Linked DNA regions of Mus musculus: region 2 is linked to region 1. Evidence: chromatin contacts called from public HiChIP or PLAC-seq data. All regions are on one chromosome and are shown on one strand. Each heading gives the region's core, a stretch centred on a gene start, on an enhancer-like site or on the middle of the called end of the contact. The rest is flanking DNA. Distances are from core to core; before and after follow the strand shown.

The links. HiChIP or PLAC-seq counts read pairs in DNA pulled down with a chosen protein or histone mark.
Region 2: an H3K4me3 HiChIP or PLAC-seq map of embryonic limb bud shows a contact between it and region 1, with 4 times the contacts expected there. The contact joins two enhancer-like sites. A contact is called at or near these places in 4 of 115 datasets of contacts at active chromatin or transcription factors (craniofacial prominence, effector CD8 T cells, embryonic limb bud and 1 more) and 2 of 9 other capture datasets (adipose tissue and liver).

Annotation. Positions count from the first base shown.
Region 1 is chr9:32,548,745-32,551,444 of GRCm38.p6, forward strand. No RefSeq gene overlaps it. Among named protein-coding and RNA genes, the nearest start is that of Fli1, 8.6 kb to the left of the region's middle. Within about 2 kb of position 1,382, at least 37 of the 459 cell types and tissues checked have an H3K27ac peak or open chromatin away from gene starts, as enhancers often do. A contact at or near this core is called in craniofacial prominence and embryonic limb bud, where this site is marked.
Region 2 is chr9:32,985,911-32,988,610 of GRCm38.p6, forward strand. No RefSeq gene overlaps it. Among named protein-coding and RNA genes, the nearest start is that of Gm27166, 45 kb to the right of the region's middle. Within about 2 kb of position 1,426, at least 52 of the 459 cell types and tissues checked have an H3K27ac peak or open chromatin away from gene starts, as enhancers often do. A contact at or near this core is called in craniofacial prominence and embryonic limb bud, where this site is marked.

The DNA of each region.
Region 1 (2,700 bases), core at 132-2,631:
GGTTTATTAGGTCAGAGTCCATGGGCTGGAGAAGCAACGCCACTCACCACCACCTACGGTGTCAGGTGCCTCTGCCTGTGCAGGTCTGTCCTCTGCTTTAAGACTGGGGGGCTGCCTCCATCTCCCTCCTTTCCTCCCTTCTCCGAAACCACCTTTAACAAGGCAATCCCACAGCTTCTCCAGCAGCCAATGTGTTTCTGATAAAGTACTTTTCTCCCTACTAACAAATTCCAGCTTTTTTGACTCCTGAAGCCACAACACAGGCACTCACTACTTCAGGGACTAGGTACTTGTTCTCTGGCACATGCGTTTCCCTTGCTGATTCAGACCTCTTTCTTCACTCTCCCCATTTTCTCTGAACACCAGTGCAGGGAGGGTAAAAGAAATGAACAGGAGGAAGAGATCCCCAACCAGGGCACCAGGGCAGTCAAGGGAGGGAGGGAGGGAGGGAGGGAGGGAGGGAGGGAGGGAGGGAGGGAGGGAGGGAGGGACTCTCAGAAGGGCAGGAGCCAGTAGATGCCAGAGGACACTCACCTTAAAAGACACCCTTACCAACAAAGCCGAGAGAGCTCTAGGATGTCCTGGCTGTGGATGCAACAGTATTCTATGACCCAGCTCTGTGGAACTTTGACAATGAAGAATTAAACCTGATGGTTCTTCTTTGCTCAAAGCTCAGATGCAGCCTCTGCTCAGGCACACCGGAACCTCTGCTGCAGCCGCCAGAATTTTCACAGCAGCCTTCCTAGCTTGCCGTGGTGGTCCGTGGTCCAGTCAGCTCTGTGCATCCCCCCTACCTCTTCCTCCTTTGGCTTTCCCCTCTGGTAATTTGATTTCCGGTTTCTTATCAATATTTCAACTGCTGTCTGACAGAATTGTTCTAAAAAGACAGCCACCCATCTGTCCCCAGCTGCCTTTCCAGAAACCTCCTGTTGTTACCAGGAAATCTCTAGGAATACTTAGAAACCACACAGCATCACACACAGACACACAGACTAAAGAGCCCAGGCTGAACACTTCTGGGAAAGTTTGAATGTATTGCTATGTAAATAATGGCTCTCCAGACTTGGCCTTCTAGTAGCACACACACTCATGCCCATTCAGGCTCCTGTTTTCCCACTTTCCCCTTATCTGATCCTCTCAGGAATACATTCTCCGGCTACCTTCTCTTTCAGAGCTGGGCAAAATACAGCCACCAGGGAGATATCTCTATGTTGAGTCTTTTCTCAGGAGCTCAGGCATTGAAAAGCACTCACTAACAAGTTGTTTTGGCCTCAACTTCTGTTTTCTTGGGATTTAAAATGTTACTCGTTTCTTCTCTTTCCCCTTGTAGAAGGGCCTTGGACAGGGCTCAGGTTTCAGAGACCTTGGTCTGATCAGATGCCTTCCCCTGCCCCCAACAGGCTATTCCCCAAGGATGCCTGGCAATGTGGTCCAGTTGCCTTTTGTATAATGGGCTGGGCAGATTTCACATTTTTACACTCCCCTTCAAGAGTCTCCAGGGGAAACTGCTCACCTGGCCTGCCTGGATCTCTCTCTTAGGGACCACAGTAGTGAGTCTTAGATTTTTAGTTAGGTATCTGGGCAAAGGCAGGGGCAACAGAAAGTGGAGATGGAGGCATAGTAATTTGTAAAAATAGCAGCAGGCGCACACTTTTGTGCTGTTCCTTCCCTTCCTTCTGGAGTGCCCAGATTCCTGGGTGCTTTGGTTCTGGAATCTTTACAAAGCTAGTTTAGCATCATTCCCCTGAACTCCCTGCTTTCCCTACAGACTCTGGACATTTCTAACCAAAAGGCATGGGACAGAATTCCATATCAGGAGAAAGCATACTTTATCTGCCCAGATCTGCCCGCGTGGGGGGCTCTGCTCAAGACTGGAGGGCGTTATTCATTATTTCCTTCTCAACAATATCCCGATTTTCTCTCCCGTCCCTCCCCCAAAGCGCCACATATTGAAACATTTTGCTCCTTAATAAGAGCAGACCCAAGAGCTAGAAGGTGAAAGGCCAGGCTGGGACTGGTGACTGGAGCAGCCCGGGATCTTTGCCCACAACCACGTTGCCCCTCCCTACACATTCCTGACTGTAGCTTAGGAAAACAAGACCTCAGAGGAAGGGAGGGGGCTAACAGTCCGGAGCCAGGGTCCCTGGAATTCTGCTCTTAGGATTCTTGGGGAGATGTCGTCTTTCCCAAAGGGACAGCATACTATTTCAAACAATGGTCAATAGAAATTACTGTCTACATGTACATCCCGTGTTCTTAAAGATAAGCTTTCTTTAGGAAAGTAGAGAGGTCTGAAGGGCTTCAGGTATTCTAGAGGAAATGAGAGCCAAACAAATTGTTTAGTGCCTTACCATCCCTGGTCGGTCCCCCCCCCCCAACCCCAGCCCTCCGTCTTCCGTCTTCCTATTTATTTATCTATTTCTATATTTTTCAGGATTGATAGTAGGGGTTGGACCAATGGCTGGGCAAGTGCTCTATATCAAAGCCTTCTTTTCACTTTTAATTTTGAGACAGGTTCTCATTAAGTTGTCCAGGCCAGTCTTGAACTTGAGCTCCTCCAATGCAAGCCTCCCAAGATCACAGGTTTGTTACCAGCTCCTGCCTTTTTAAAAGGGAGACTAGTAAGAGGCCACCGACTTACTGTTCAGCAGTCCTCAACCTTCCTCATGCTGTGACCCTTTAATACAGTTCCCTATGATG
Region 2 (2,700 bases), core at 176-2,675, 440 kb after region 1:
TACTTTTCTCACTGTTGTGTCAAACTGCATGATAAAAGCCAATTAGGGAAGAAGGAAATAATTTTGGCTTAGAGTTTGAGGGTACAATCCATCATGACAAGGCAAGTATGGAAGTGACAAAGGATTAAGTTGTCATTAATTTGTTACATTTGATGTTTACAAGGAAGCACAGAGTGATAAATGCTGGCCCTTTGAGGGCTTTCTCCCTGAGCCCATAAAACAGTGCCTTGTACAGTCAGGGCAGATCATATTGCCCTAGTTAAACCTTTTGAGAAACAGCCTCATAGACAAAGCCAGATATACTTCTATGGTGGTTTTTAATCCAGGCAAAGTGACAGTGAGGACTCTCCATCATGCTATGGTCACTGCCAACCACTGGGGTTTCTTTTTATGAGAAGAAAGTTCCCTTTTCTAGGATCTTATGAACTCTGAAGTTTTTTTGGGTTCATGTTTTGAGTTCATGTAACCATAACCTATAAAACAGAGACAACGGTGTCACAATTATGACCATGACACCTTTCTCTGGCTGAGGATAATCTCTCTCCTTTTTTCTGAGGACCACTGTGTGCTCTTCCTGAAAGATGAGTATGCATCTATGTTTCCGTGCTAGAGGACACATGCCATATATCACCCATCCGTTATTTTGGAAGTTTCTGTTCTCCTACATTATTGCCCTTATAAGAAAACACCTATAGTTGTAATCAGACAATACATTGAAGACTAAAGCAGTACCTTCAGAACTCACACTCTGCTAATTAGGATTGTAGGATTCAGGTAAAATCCCTAGATAAGAACTTGGGCAGAGATGATCATTAGAGCCCAGAAGGAAGGACTTATGAATCCACAATTATATCAACCTGTACAAATGGTAAGCTCTTCGTTGACTCCAGATCAGATATGGATGAAAATATATATACAAATAAAGGTATCTGTATTCATGCTGTTGCTTTAAGACCCCGGCCTTTAGTGAGAGCTTCCATTTTCCCAGAGCAGTTCAAATGAACATGGAATTGGAAACAGATGTGGGCTCTAGCATGTTATTGCACAAGGGCGAGTGGGGCATTGGGAGGGGAAGGAGGGGGAGGTGGCAGGAACCAAGTGAAGGGACCTTCAGCAGCCCCAGGACTCTCATCACTCGAGGGGGTCTGAACTCCAAATTCCACCAGCCTGCACTCTGAAAATGAACTCCTAACAGAAAACAGATGGGAGTGGACCTGGAGCTGGAGGATGGGAAGGAGAGGGAGACAGGATGAGGAGAGTTTCGCTAGGAGAGTTAGACAGCCAGCATTTTTAAGTCGGGAGTGTAAAACATGAGTTTATTAACATTACTAGTGTAAAGAAATAGAAGTCCTTGAGGAGCTGATAGGAGCTGGGGTTGAGTCTTAGGTAAGACACTTGCAGCCTGCTGTGGATAGAGTCCTCCTCCCCCCCCTTCCTTTTCCTCTCTGCTGTGGGGAACCAATGATATTCAGTTTCCAAGAGCCAAGGGGATCAAGCCAGATGATCTTTTTTTTTTTTTTTTTTTTTTTCCTTTCCTCCTGCCTGGGAAACATCTCATCGAAACAGACCACTTGCTTTGGCAAATGCCAGTAGTCCCGATAAATCAAACTCCCTGGAATCAGCTCAGTCTTCCTGTTACTTTCCATCAGGGCTTTGTCTGCTCTGAGACATGCCAAGGAGCTTCTGCAGTCGGGAGAGGGGACTGATCCAGAACACAGTCTGGACAGCAGCACATCCACAGTACATCCAGCCTGGGAACGTGCACTAATTCACTTCTGCCTCTTCACCCGCTGATCAAAGACTGAAAGTTTCCAGAGCTGAACATCTCTCTCTCTCTCTCTCTCTCTCTCTCTCTCTCTCTCTTTCTCTCTCTCTTTCTCTCTCTCTCTCCCATCTCTCTCATTTCTCTCTCCTTCTTCTTTTCCCTCTGTCCCTCATCCTTGCCTCACTCCTTCCCTCCATCCTTCTTTTCCTCCTTTCTTCCTTCCTTCCCTTCTTCCCCCTTTGAAAAGCTCAACCATTTCTCCTTGGTAACCGAGGGAAAGAAGCAGATGCAGAGCATTAGATAAGACTGTAACACTTCTGAGGCAGACAATACTTTGGGGGCTTCCTGTGGTGGGAGGTGAGATCTTTGAGCTTGCATTAAATGCTTGGGGAGTCTTGTTTGGCCCTTGATATGTTTGTTTGACAAGAGAGTTTTATGTGTTCTTTGACAGACTATGTACTCATACTTAGAGAAAGAGAGATGTGGTAATGTGTGAAGACATTTTAGTTGTCCTAGTTTGGAAAGGTTTACTATGATACTTCTCTGTGGTTTGTGGCAGGTTTAGCAGCATTCTTTAATCCACAGGTCACTATTCCAGACCAATGAATTATCTGACTAGAAATACCATTTCAACATGCCTGAATAATCCTTGTGACAATATGAAGGCAAAGTTGTTATAACTATATATAATTCAAAAAGCCTTTTTAAATTTTATTTCTTAATTCTTCATTTTATATTTTTTAGATTCTAATATAATCACATCATTTCTCCCTTTCCTTTCCTACTTTCCTTATCCTTACTTGATTTCTTTCAAATTTATGACCTATTTTTCATTAATTATTCTTACAAACATATACATATGTATGCATTTGTGTGTATACATGTGTATGCATATGTATGTGTGCGTGTATGTGTGTTTGTGTGTGTGTATGTGT